Regions from separate parts of the Mus musculus genome. Here region 2 is linked to region 1. Evidence: chromatin contacts called from public Hi-C data. All regions are on one chromosome and are shown on one strand. The core of a region is the stretch at or near the end of the contact, and the rest is flanking DNA. Distances in the headings are between cores, read along the strand shown.

What was found. Hi-C and Micro-C count contacts between places; a contact is called where the count stands out from the background.
Region 2: a Hi-C map of embryonic fibroblasts shows a contact between it and region 1, with 3 times the contacts expected there. A contact is called at or near these places in 1 of 39 promoter capture datasets (stem cell-derived epiblast-like cells), 4 of 484 Hi-C or Micro-C datasets (adipose-derived mesenchymal stem cells and embryonic fibroblasts) and 1 of 9 other capture datasets (embryonic stem cells).

The regions. Positions count from the first base shown.
Region 1 is chr19:31,527,313-31,533,031 of GRCm38.p6, reverse strand. All of the region lies in intron 2 of Prkg1 (protein kinase, cGMP-dependent, type I), which reads left to right. Among named protein-coding and RNA genes, the nearest start is that of Prkg1, 130 kb to the left of the region's middle.
Region 2 is chr19:31,748,901-31,754,619 of GRCm38.p6, reverse strand. It overlaps a transcript of Prkg1 not described here. Among named protein-coding and RNA genes, the nearest start is that of Prkg1, 87 kb to the right of the region's middle.

The DNA.
Region 1 (5,719 bases), core at 977-3,476:
ATAAGCGTTGTTATAGCAACTGAACCTGATAGATAGTAAGTGAACAGGTTGCTTTATGTAAGAACATACTGAGATGCTTCAAGTAGGATAATGGAGCTATTTCTGCAGTCGTTTCTTTTGAACAGATTTACTGAGTGTGTATTATTGTACTGGCTAAGAGTTAAACGAAGTGTCATAAGAGATTCCATAGATGGTGTTGGTGACACCTTCTCTAGAATCCTTTGGATGGGTGCCCCCCGTTACCCAGTTCTTGGAGCTACTATTTGTTTATAAATTATGATTATGGTTGCTCCTCATGTGCTGCCTCTGGCTAATAAAGATGCAGAGTCCAGAAAGACTTGGGGAGTTTCATATATTTTGCAAAGTGGCTGATGGCAAATTATCTGGGAGGAAGGAAGAGAGGGAAGGAAGGAAGGAAGGAAGGAAGGAAGGAAGGAAGGAAGGAAGGAAGGAGGGAGGGAGGGAGGGAGGGAGGGAGGGAGGGAGGGAGGGAGGGAGGGAGGGAGGGAGGGAGGGGAAAAATCTCTGTGGGATAGCCTATACTCTAGAGACTAATCTATTTCCTGACATAGAAGTAGACTCAGGACATATTTCTCTTGAAGCTGCCTCTATGTCTGGCTCTCTCTGCTGTTGTGAAGTTCTTTCCCTTACTCTCCTATAGATACACTTTCTCCTGAGACCACAAAATCAGTGTTTCATGCTCTTTCTCCAGAAAAGGTATCTACTACATATACAGACAGTGGTCAGAGCATTAGCACAGAATCACCTCTCCTGCAGATAGCCTAGACTTACTTAGAAGACATACAATCTTCTCAAAGAAGGCAAAATTAATAAGATCAGTGGGTCAAGCTTATAAATTAAAGGAGAGCATAGTGTAATTTTGAAAGACATATGACGATAGTGCTTGGGACTTTCCAGAAGAAATTCTTCAGTTGTATTATAGAAGGGATAGAAAATCTTTGAAACAAAACGATTTAAGGTTTGTTTGAGAATTACAACAAGCCCGTTTTATGTGCTGGGAAATGGACAGTTATCATCACACCATGCTATGGTATACTTTGAAAGCTAGGAAAGGTGCTTGCTCTAAACTTAAAGGCCAGTGTCTGTTTCCAAACATCACCTTAATTCTGTTGAAACTACCTCAGCTGATAACAGACTTGCTACCAAGAAGGGAGATTAGTTGTGGGAAATAAAAGCGGAAAGGAGCAGCAAGCTTAACAGAGAGATGAGAAAAAGTGGCATTCCACAATGGTGCTGGGTATGGGATGAGGAGGGATATCTCAGAAGCAGAGTTGAAGAGTCTTGGAGTGTAATTGGATCCAGAGAGCAAGAAGGGAAGGAGAGAGAACAGCAACTGGGTTTGTCTAAGTGGTGACCTCTTAATGCTTTCCCAGAGTAGAATTACTGCGCTGAAGAAAGCGAATGTCAGCATTCTCTCCAAAAAAATGCAAACACTGTTGCCAGGGGTGGTGTGACTCAGTCAGCAAAGTACATGCTGTGCAAGCATGCAGACCTGCCTGTGATCCCCATCAGGCACAAACCACAGACACAGGGGCATGCACAAGCATTCGTGCTGTGAGGGCACACAACACAGACACAGGGGCATGCACAAGTATTCGTGCTGTGAGGGCACACAACACAGACACAGGGGCATGCATGAGCACTCGTGCTGTGCGGGAAGCAGAGAAAGATACAAATGTGGGGAGTTGCTGGCTAGTTAGTCTCTGGCCACCACATGCATGTACCACTGTGTACGTGTGCAGAGTTCTACATATGTGTGCATACTCACACACACACACACACACACACACACACACACACACACACACACACACACTCACACACTCAGATTTATAACTTTTTAAAAAATACTGAATGAATTTAATGGGATGGGATGCAGTTTCAATGTCGTGTTCAATTCATTGTGGAATAATTATGTGTAAATTTAAACTTATTGCCTGCTTTTTGTCAACAGTCACATTCATGAGCTGAGAGAGGCGAACGAACCTTCCTTCTTAGGTTTTCATCTCCATCCCATCCGGTTCTGCAGCCCTTCTTTCTGTAGAAGCTGCCACTGCTGTTGAGGTAGCTGCTGCTGGCTTTGTGCATGGAAAAAGTATTGTTGCTTCTTTTATTTTTACTTTTTGGCATTTCCTGAAAGTGTAATGCTGTGCTGTGAGGCCGGCGGTGATTTATGACAGAGCCTTATCCGGACTGTTTTCTGACTAACGGCCAAGAGAAAATGTGAAGCCTGAATGAAATTTTCTAGGCAACCAAGGGCACAGCAGGAGATGTGGCAATGCTTTAAGGAAAATAAATAAATAAATGAAAAGCACTATCAGCAAGTCCAGTGGTTAGTATTATAGGAAGACATTGACTCAGAAGACCTGGGCTTCAATGCTACTTCTGTTAACTGCAAGTTTTACTTTTTTTTTTTTTTTGTAAAAATCCTTTAAATTCTATGGGCCCTATGGTTCCCCAATTATAAAGCAGTACTTTCTTAAAGGATAATCAAGATGATGCAAGTTTCCTAATATTTGCAAAGTGAACTTTGGAGAGTTCTTTTAAAGCTAGTCTTAACTCTTTGAAGGAAGGATCTATTTTGAATATTGCCTTACCCTGTTTTCTTGCTGGTGCACAGTACCACATGAAAGCTTGTGGCTAGCCAGGTGATCTTTTCCCCTGGGTCCTATATGTGACGATCTGTGTACTTCATTCTTTTATGGTTGGACTTAGAGAGGAAACAAGAAACGAGGAGCTATTTTGCTATCTAAAACAAACAAAATAAAACTTTTTTCTCTCTTGCTTTGGCGTTTCTTGGTGATGTACTTCTCTTAGGATGGATGAAGTTGGCAGCCCCACCTCTGCTTTCCTACACAGTTGTACTATTTCTGATGAACCGTTGGAGTCTGTAACCATTAGAAGAGTTTCCTGTTGAGGTAGCTGCTGCTGACCGAGTGCATGGAAAAGCTGTTGTTGCTGTCTTTTTATTTTTACTTTTTGGCATTTCCTGAGAGTGACAGGAAGATAAAAAGTGACCTGCTGTTTGGTCCTCCTGTGACTCACTGCAACAGTATCTCATCCTGAGTATCTGAGCAGCTTGCCTCTGTGTGTCCATTCCTGTGTTCCTTCACCTTCCTGTACATCTACTGGAAAAGAATTCCAATGCTTACTAACCTTTCTGCCCCCTGCATTCTAGTGTACACTTGTCTTATTCCTTTGGTAAGATCATACTCAACAGAACAATATTTATAGTGAGAATATCTCTCTATCTCGCTCACCACATAGCTGTTCTGCTGCAGATAGACATCAGTTGTCATTAGTCACACTCTACAGATGAGAAACTGGTGAGGACAGAACAAGTACTAGTGAGTCCAGACTGGAAATGTAGCTGTAACTGAGCTTTCTTTTCTTTTCTTTTTTCTTTTCTTTTTTCTTTTCTTTTTCTTTTTTTCTTTTCTTTTCTTTTCTTTTCTTTTCTTTTCTTTCCTTTCCTTTCCTTTCCTTTCCTTTCCTTTCCTTTCCTTTCCTTTCCTTTCCTTTCCTTTCCTTTTTCATAGACCTAGGGGGCTTTTCAATCTCTGTGTCAAGATCCCTAAGAAGAACCCCATTGCCATGAGCCACACTGAGTTGAGAATGTGCCTGGTTCTCCTTTGGTGGTTTTATGACGTTATGCATCGATGGAGGTCTGTGGGGGTTGATGGGATGATACCTGACTTTCTGTGACTGACAGCTCAAGTAGTCAGCAAATGTGCTGCCTGATGCAACAAGCTAAACAAAGGAGAACAGATGCCATTCCTGAACATGGTTGTCCTCTTCCCTATGGATGTGTCTGCTTATGTAATTGCTTTTCCTGCATTATATATATATATTTATATCTAACTTGAAAGAATACGTCTTCAAAGTATAGCTTTGACAGTTGTCCCTGGTCAACCTTTCTGTGGCCTTTCTCAATCCTCCTCTTTGTGCCTAGACGAGGCCCCCTCAGGTCATGTGACTTCTCATATGATTGTTCATTTTTCTGCATCTTTTTTTCACCAGTTAGACTCTGAGTTCAGAGCATCTCTGTGTCCTTCATATTTATTTGGTGGTGTGTGTAAACACCAAGTGTGGGTAGTAAATGTGTCAATGGGAATGTAAATCTTTTGCCTGAAACAAAAGTCCACTGAGAGTTTATATTAGGCTATATTTGAAACTTAGACAAGAAGCAAGAAATATCATCACTTATTTTGTTATTGTTCAGTCTTCTGTGTTTTATTGTATTTGTTCCAGTGAAAGAAGTTTACATGCATACTTTTCAATTCTGTTTTAAGACATACCATGATTTTTAAGCTGTTACTGGTCTGTTAGGAATGTACCCACTACCAGTGACAGAGCCAAAAAAATATTTTTGGTTTACTCAAATCAGAATTAAAACCAAAGGTCGTAGAACCAAACAGACTCCAAGACATAGCACACACTCCAAGGCATAGAACACACTCCAAGGCATAGAACACACTCCAAGACATAGCACACACTCCAAGGCATAGAACAAACTCCGAGCTCTTTGAATTACACCACATTGCTGCCATCTTCCTGTGGAAACTGGCAACCAGGATAGAGCTAGGGTTTAGGTACAGTTCTTGTGGGAAAATTATCAGAAAGATCGACTGATCTTTCCTAGGTCAGGTTTGTGTCACAGTTTCAATTCAGGAAACTGTCACCTAAATTGAAAGCAGCTTGAAAAGGAGCCTTACTGAGAGCTCCTGTTAGAGTGTCTCAGTTTGGTAAGTAAACCATGTCTGACGACTCCAGTTATTAGAGAACCAGAACTTGAAAGTCAGAGTGTGGGAACTGGCCAGGGCCCATTGATTAGGGAGAAGGGAATTAATTCTACCTTGGTAATATCCATTTCTAGTCTTTATACTCTTCTCCAGGCTGCCAGTTTTCTACAAAGGAAAATAATAAACCTGATTAACTCCCAACTCTTGCCTTCCTTTCTTGTATTAGTGCATAGAAAGGTGCCCGAGGCAGCCCCGAGGCACTCATCCTGTAATTACACACCAAGCTGAGTGAGACAAAACTGAAAACTGTCCAAGTCCTCCCCGCTGCCCGAGCCCCCAGCCGCCCTCTCTGTGCTGGCCATTGAAGATCTTTCAGTAAATCACATTTACATAGCCTGACCTCTGCCTGCTTCTTCTTATCCCTTGGCTCATGGGTTTTTCTCAGCCATCCCAAAGGTCTGCTCTACCATCTAGTTCTACCAACACACAAGACACTGTTCTCCCACAACCAATCAACTCTCTCAGGGCAGAAGAACCCCCATTTACTTCATGGTGATGCCTCATTAAGCCAAGGGCGGCTTAATGTTTTCTTTCTTTCTGAAACCCTTAGGACTTTCAGGGTATCCCCTCAGTTCTATTCCTTGTTTGTTTGTGTATTTTGTTTTGTTTTGTTTTGTTTTGTTTTGTTTTGTTTTGTTTTCCCACCTCCATAGATCCTGGTAAGAAGTCATGTTTGACTTCTATACGGTCCCAGCTCTGTGTGCTCATGACAGTGTAGACATCTTATACGAACCTGCTCCCAAATGTAAACTTTTCAAATGCCAGCTTCATATTCATGGTGGTATCACTGACCCTAATACCTTGTATACAGTAGGGACTCAGTAGTGGTTGAACAAATTTCAAGTTTTATTAAAATAGAACTTCGTCCTTTGTTTTTTCCCACTTCTCTTAGATTC
Region 2 (5,719 bases), core at 1,825-4,324, 220 kb before region 1:
ATTCGTGCTGGTTGCCAGACAATAGAACTATCCAAAACTAGCCTTATTCTCCGAGTCCTTCCCAGTCCTCCTACAGTAGAGAGTCAATGTTGAACTTAGGCATGCTTGTGCAAACCTTTGTATAGAAAGAGAACTCTCTGTTACAGAGTTGTGGTTGGTTTCCTTCCCTAAAGTACAGTTATTCCTTCACATTCCTTGGTAAACTACTCCTTTTCTGATTAATTATAGAATCCAAGCTTTTGGGCAGATCAGACCTTACCCGTCTTTCTCAGATCCATAGATGATCCCCTTCTGTTTACATACCTCAACTCAGTTGACAGCTTCTGTTTACTTTCATGGTTATTGCTGCAAGCAGTAGAAATGATGGAACTCATATTCTTGCAGGCAGCTTTTGAAATGTCACTTATTTATAGATGGGATGAATGCCAAAAGGTGAGAGTGGCAAGTCAAAAAAAAAAAGGTAAATGTTCAGCTCAACTCTTTAAATTCCTTTGAGAGTATGTATGCTCGGTGTGTGAGAAAAATATCTATGTCTTTGTCTACTCAAAGGAAAAGGTATGCTAGTAGCTCCACAGAACATAAGCTTTACAACATTAAAGACAGTTCTCTCAAAAAGACATCGGTTACGTAACAATCTTAGAAGCAAGGTGAATGTCTGATGTATTTTCCTGTTGACTTATGGTCACAAGAACACACACTCCTTAAAGCGACACGATTTACGCGTCCCTCTATTTTTCAGATTTACAAATCCATGTAGCATCGATGCCTTTCTATGCGGTTTTGTAAATTGAGGAAAAATCCCCAGGCCCCAAGATGTGGCTTTGAAAGTAAGGCTGAAGTTGTATGCGTCTACTGCTCATATAACAAAGGCGTTCTGCAGGGATCGCAATGATTTGTTTTTCTTTGCATTAGAATAAAACTTTGATACTTGAAGGACTCTGAGGAACTTGCTCTCCCACTTGGGAAAATAACAAATTCCAAGTCTCTCTGCTACATTTTCTTTCTTTTTTTTTTTTTTTTTTTTTTAAGACTGGTGGGAAGATTTGGACATATATGGTATTGGAGTCACAGAGCAGATTTTACTTTTTATAGGCTAAGATTTCCATTACAGCCTCTCCTCCTTTCCCCCATCTCTCTCTGTTTTGTTTTGTTTTGTTTTGTTTTGTTTTTCTCTCTCTGTCAATGTTGAGATATTGATCTAGAGTTGGTGAGAGGTATGCTTACTAGTACTTATTTGAACGAGAATCCAATAATATGAATGATTTTATGAGTTTTACTTGGATTTCTGAAAAATTGCATTTATTTATTTGTATTATAAAAATGTGTGTGTTATATTTCAGCACGCGTGTGACATGGTACACATATGGAGGTCAGAGGACAGTTTATGGGAGAGGGTTAGCTCTCTTCTTCTATCATGTGGGTCCCAGATTTAAAAGGCTGGTTGTTAGTATTGGAGACAAGTGCTTTTATGCATGGATTTTAATCTCCTCTTTCCAATAAAATTAAAATAAGGGAAAGAAACCTTGAGAGGGTAGGCAGAAGAGAAATTTCAACTCAGTCTAATCCAGAAGTAGATAGTGACCAACACACTAATGGCCTTGATGTTCACAGGCTTGGAGAATTCTTTCACACACAGATTGTGTGACTTTACATAAACTACTTGTTTCCTTGAAGTTGATTTTGACTCTTTTGCAAAGACATGGATGGCGTTTCCTGTAAGCTTCATGTGCAGATATGGGCCAGGGCTGTGTGTGAATTCATGGTAAGCATAAAGCTCTCAGTGGATCACTAGCTCTCCCGTAAGAAAACCTTTACAGGGGCAGAAGGCTTCCCCAACAATTTGCTTTTGGAAGTCACTACTGCCCAGAATCGATTTTAGGAAATATCCTGTTCACCCTTGTGGATTAACAAACAAACATTGTGACAAACAAACGGGAGATCTGGAGGTTTTAAAGGAATCTGATGTGCCAACCACAGACGCTTGTTAGTGACTGATCTGTGGTTAGATGGCAAGTCCCTTATGTCTCCTATACTCACCCCTTTGAAAAGTATCTTAAACATAACACTAAGTGAACCAAGGGAGAGGAGGTGTGTGTAAACTGAAACAGGACAAGCAGAGATGACAAGATAAGGTGCTGTAACCGTGTCCTAATAAAATGTAAATGCGTACATATAAATATATATATATATATACACACATATACATATACACATACATGGATATGTTTATACACATATACAGTTTGACTTAGTGATGCAAATTACATGGACTGCTCATTGCCAGTTGTACACCCCTCTAACTCTAGAAGATTCTAGAAAAGCTGCTTCTCGAAGACTAGAGGCTTAAAGGAATTATTGCCACACATTGCTTATGAGGGATAGCAGTAAAGCAGGGATGCTGAGGGACTGCTTGCGTCAGATTTAGGAAGGACACAGAAGTGCCGGAAGGGTTGCTTAGAGAGCATGTCCTGCATAGCTGGGACATGACTGCAGCCACACTGTGGATAGTTGCACTTTCTTGCTTGGTTCCTTATTTTCCAGCTTTGTCCTTCTGTCCTCTCATTATCTATGTGTGCAGGCATGCTCTGAATTGCCAACCAGTGGCATTGCAGGATTGCAGAAAGAACTAGGGGCCATGCAGCTATCCCCACAGCACAGTAGATGCCTGTCTCCGTACCTGACAGCCATGGGGAAGAACGCTCTTACTGAATGCTCTGGCGTGTATCCCTATCTCTAGTTACCTTTAAGCTTGTACCTTTGAGAGTTCCCAGTGCCTGCTTGCAGTTTAGAGACTAATTTTTCATTACATCTGAGTTTTTCTATGTGAACAAATATTATTCTAGATTTCATTTCTCCCAGGGCAGCCTGATCGTTAGCATGTAGGAAGACATATGAAGTCGTTTGGAGATCAAAGAGCCATGTTCTGTGCTCTTAGACTGATGTCATACAAGAAAGCATATCCAAAGCTTTGGCCTCTTCAGTTGTTTAAAAAACCTCCCACGGTTGTTGACAGGCCTAAATGAGCTCACGCATGAGAAAGATTTAGCTGAGTGCCCTGTTCAGAGCAGTCATTCAACAAACGCAGCACTGACTGCCATTGTTTACCGTGTCTGACCTCATTCACCAAATATGTAACGTGCTTTTAACTCCGTGCCAGGAATGGACCCATGTGTGTTCCTGCCATATTTCTCAGCCCACACTTGGATCTACTTCTGCTCTCTGGAGTAGTTGTGACCCCATTTTAGAAGTCATTTCAGGAGTCACGGATGGGACGCTGCGTTGGCCACATTTAGGACTTACTTGATTTTCAGTCCCATCCACGGAAGAGTCTCTGTCCTTCTGGGCATGTTTCATACTCTTGCCTCTCACCACAGCTTTTTACAAACTTGTACTCTAGGAAGGAATTCTAGAAGCTCCTAGATAAACAGACTGAGCTGTGCTAGGGCCTGCTCTGTGGCTATGGGCTCTCTGAACCAAACAAACACGGATTTTCAGGTTTAGTTTGCCTGAGAGATTCAGCATCTGCATGGCTGAACCTTTGAAGACAGCTAGCTAGCTCACAAGATTTTAACCAGTTCTTTCTTTGGTTCTTCCCTCTTTTCTCTCTCCCTTTCCTCTCTCCCTTTCTTCCTTTCTTTCTTTCTTTCTTTCTTTCTTTCTTTCTTTCTTTCTTTCTTTCTTTCTTCCTTCCTTCCTTCCTTTCTTTCTTTCTTTCTTTTTCTTTCTCTCCCTCCCTCCCTCCCTCTCTTCCTTCCTTCCTCCCTTCCCTCTTCTTTCTCTTTCTTTCTTTCTTTCTTTCTTTCTTTCTTTCTTTCTTTCTTTCTTTCTTTCTTTCTTTCTTCCTTCCTTCCTTCCTTCCTTCTTCTCTTCTCTTCTCTTCTCTTCTCTTCTCTTTTCCTTTCTTTTTTCATTTATTCCTTCTTTCATTTTCTCTAGTCAAGTTTTCAATATTTCAGTATAAACAAAGTACAGCTACACACAGTATCGAGAATCAATGTGCTAGTGCTACTTTAACAAGGATCACATCATAGAGTGTTCTTGTTGCCTACGAAAACCTAGAGGACGCTTTCCATTATTCCCTTCCAGGCAGTACACATGCATGAATACAAAGGCCAAGATATGGAGGTGTGGGATTCCATAGCCCTGGATTTTAAGCTTCTGATATCGTATATTAGTCATATTGTTTAATGTCTCCAAGCTAGTCTCACCTCTGCAAAGTGAGACAAGACCCCCCCCCCCAACCCCACCCCGTTCCCAAGTCAGGGATGTCATTCAGAGGGACTTTTAGTTGATGGCATGGGAATATAAGAACTACTAATTAAGCTTAAGAATGCACATCTCAGACTCATATGAATTTATTTGTCCCTGTCCACAACCCCATGGCACTCTGCTGTGCTTCTAGTATTTGTTATGTTTCCATGAGCTCTGTGCACATTAGGAGACAGAGCTCAGATACATGACAGGGCATCCAAAAGCTCATTGGAAGAACGCCGGTCTCAGGGCTCTTCTACTGTATAGCATGATAATCCACAGTGGGTCTGCATGGAGAAAACTAGGCATTGTGAGATCTTCTGATCTTTTTAAAATTGCAGTGCACATGAAAGTACTTACAGTATCAAAAGGCCCCATTTCCAGGATGGGGGGTGATTTAGATACCCTCCCAAATGTGTGCCTGACCTCCTCAAGAGAACTGCATTTGTAGGAATGTCCAGAAAGGCCTGTGTCCGCACACACTATAACTTGGGTCTGGTCAAGCCAATGATTAGTGAGTTTGATATTACAGAAATTTGTGTTTTTGTAGTTTGGGCAGTGGGCATCAAGTAGTTCAGATTCAAGGTGTCAGCAGGGATGTGGTGTCATTGAAGGCTAGCAGGGAGGCTCTTTTCCTGGTGTTTGGAGGCTGCTGACCATCTTGGGCCTTCTGTGACTTGTGCTCATAGGTCTCCACTGTCTACCTTCTTTATTTCTGCACAGTTGTCTTCCACAGTGGTTGAGTCTATGTCTCCCACTTGTGAAAACACAGCTATGACTCGTGAAAGCACACTATTCATTATGTCTATAAAGACCTTGTTTCAAGTAAGTTTCTTCTAATTTACAACTTCTGGGTGGGTGTGAACCTTAGGTGACCAATATGTAACTCACTACCCAGTACTGTCTGTGTTTATCTTTCTCAGACCCCAGTGAAATGCTATGACTAACTTTTGAAGTCTGCTGGGCTCCAAGGAGAAGAGATGGGGTGAGGAGGATAAAGGACACATGGTCCATGCCAGGGAGGCAAAGGCTGCAGAGATTTTTTTTTCCCGACTCACATGGCATTTCCATCTGCCTTTTGCTATTCCTCTGAACTTCTTGATTTCCAAGTATATGGTGTTAACTGATAGTCTACTGGCTCAGATGAGGTCAAAATTTGTTTTTTAATGAGGAGAGACTGGCAGTTTTCATTGATGTACACTGAAGTTTTCTATCTTTGGGGGAAAATGTTTATAATTTCAATGCTTTACTTCTGAATGCTTTTGGTGAATTGTTTCTTCATGGTCATCGGAAACGTGAAAGAAACTTTAAATAGGATAAAATCAGATCACCTTTGGCACATTTCTCAAAGCAGTTACAAAATGAATACTAACTGAGAAAAGCGCTAAATATTTTATTTCAGCCAATTAAAGTTATACGTTCTTAAAGACCAGGTTATACTTGGGTGTAAATGATTTTTAAGTTGGTG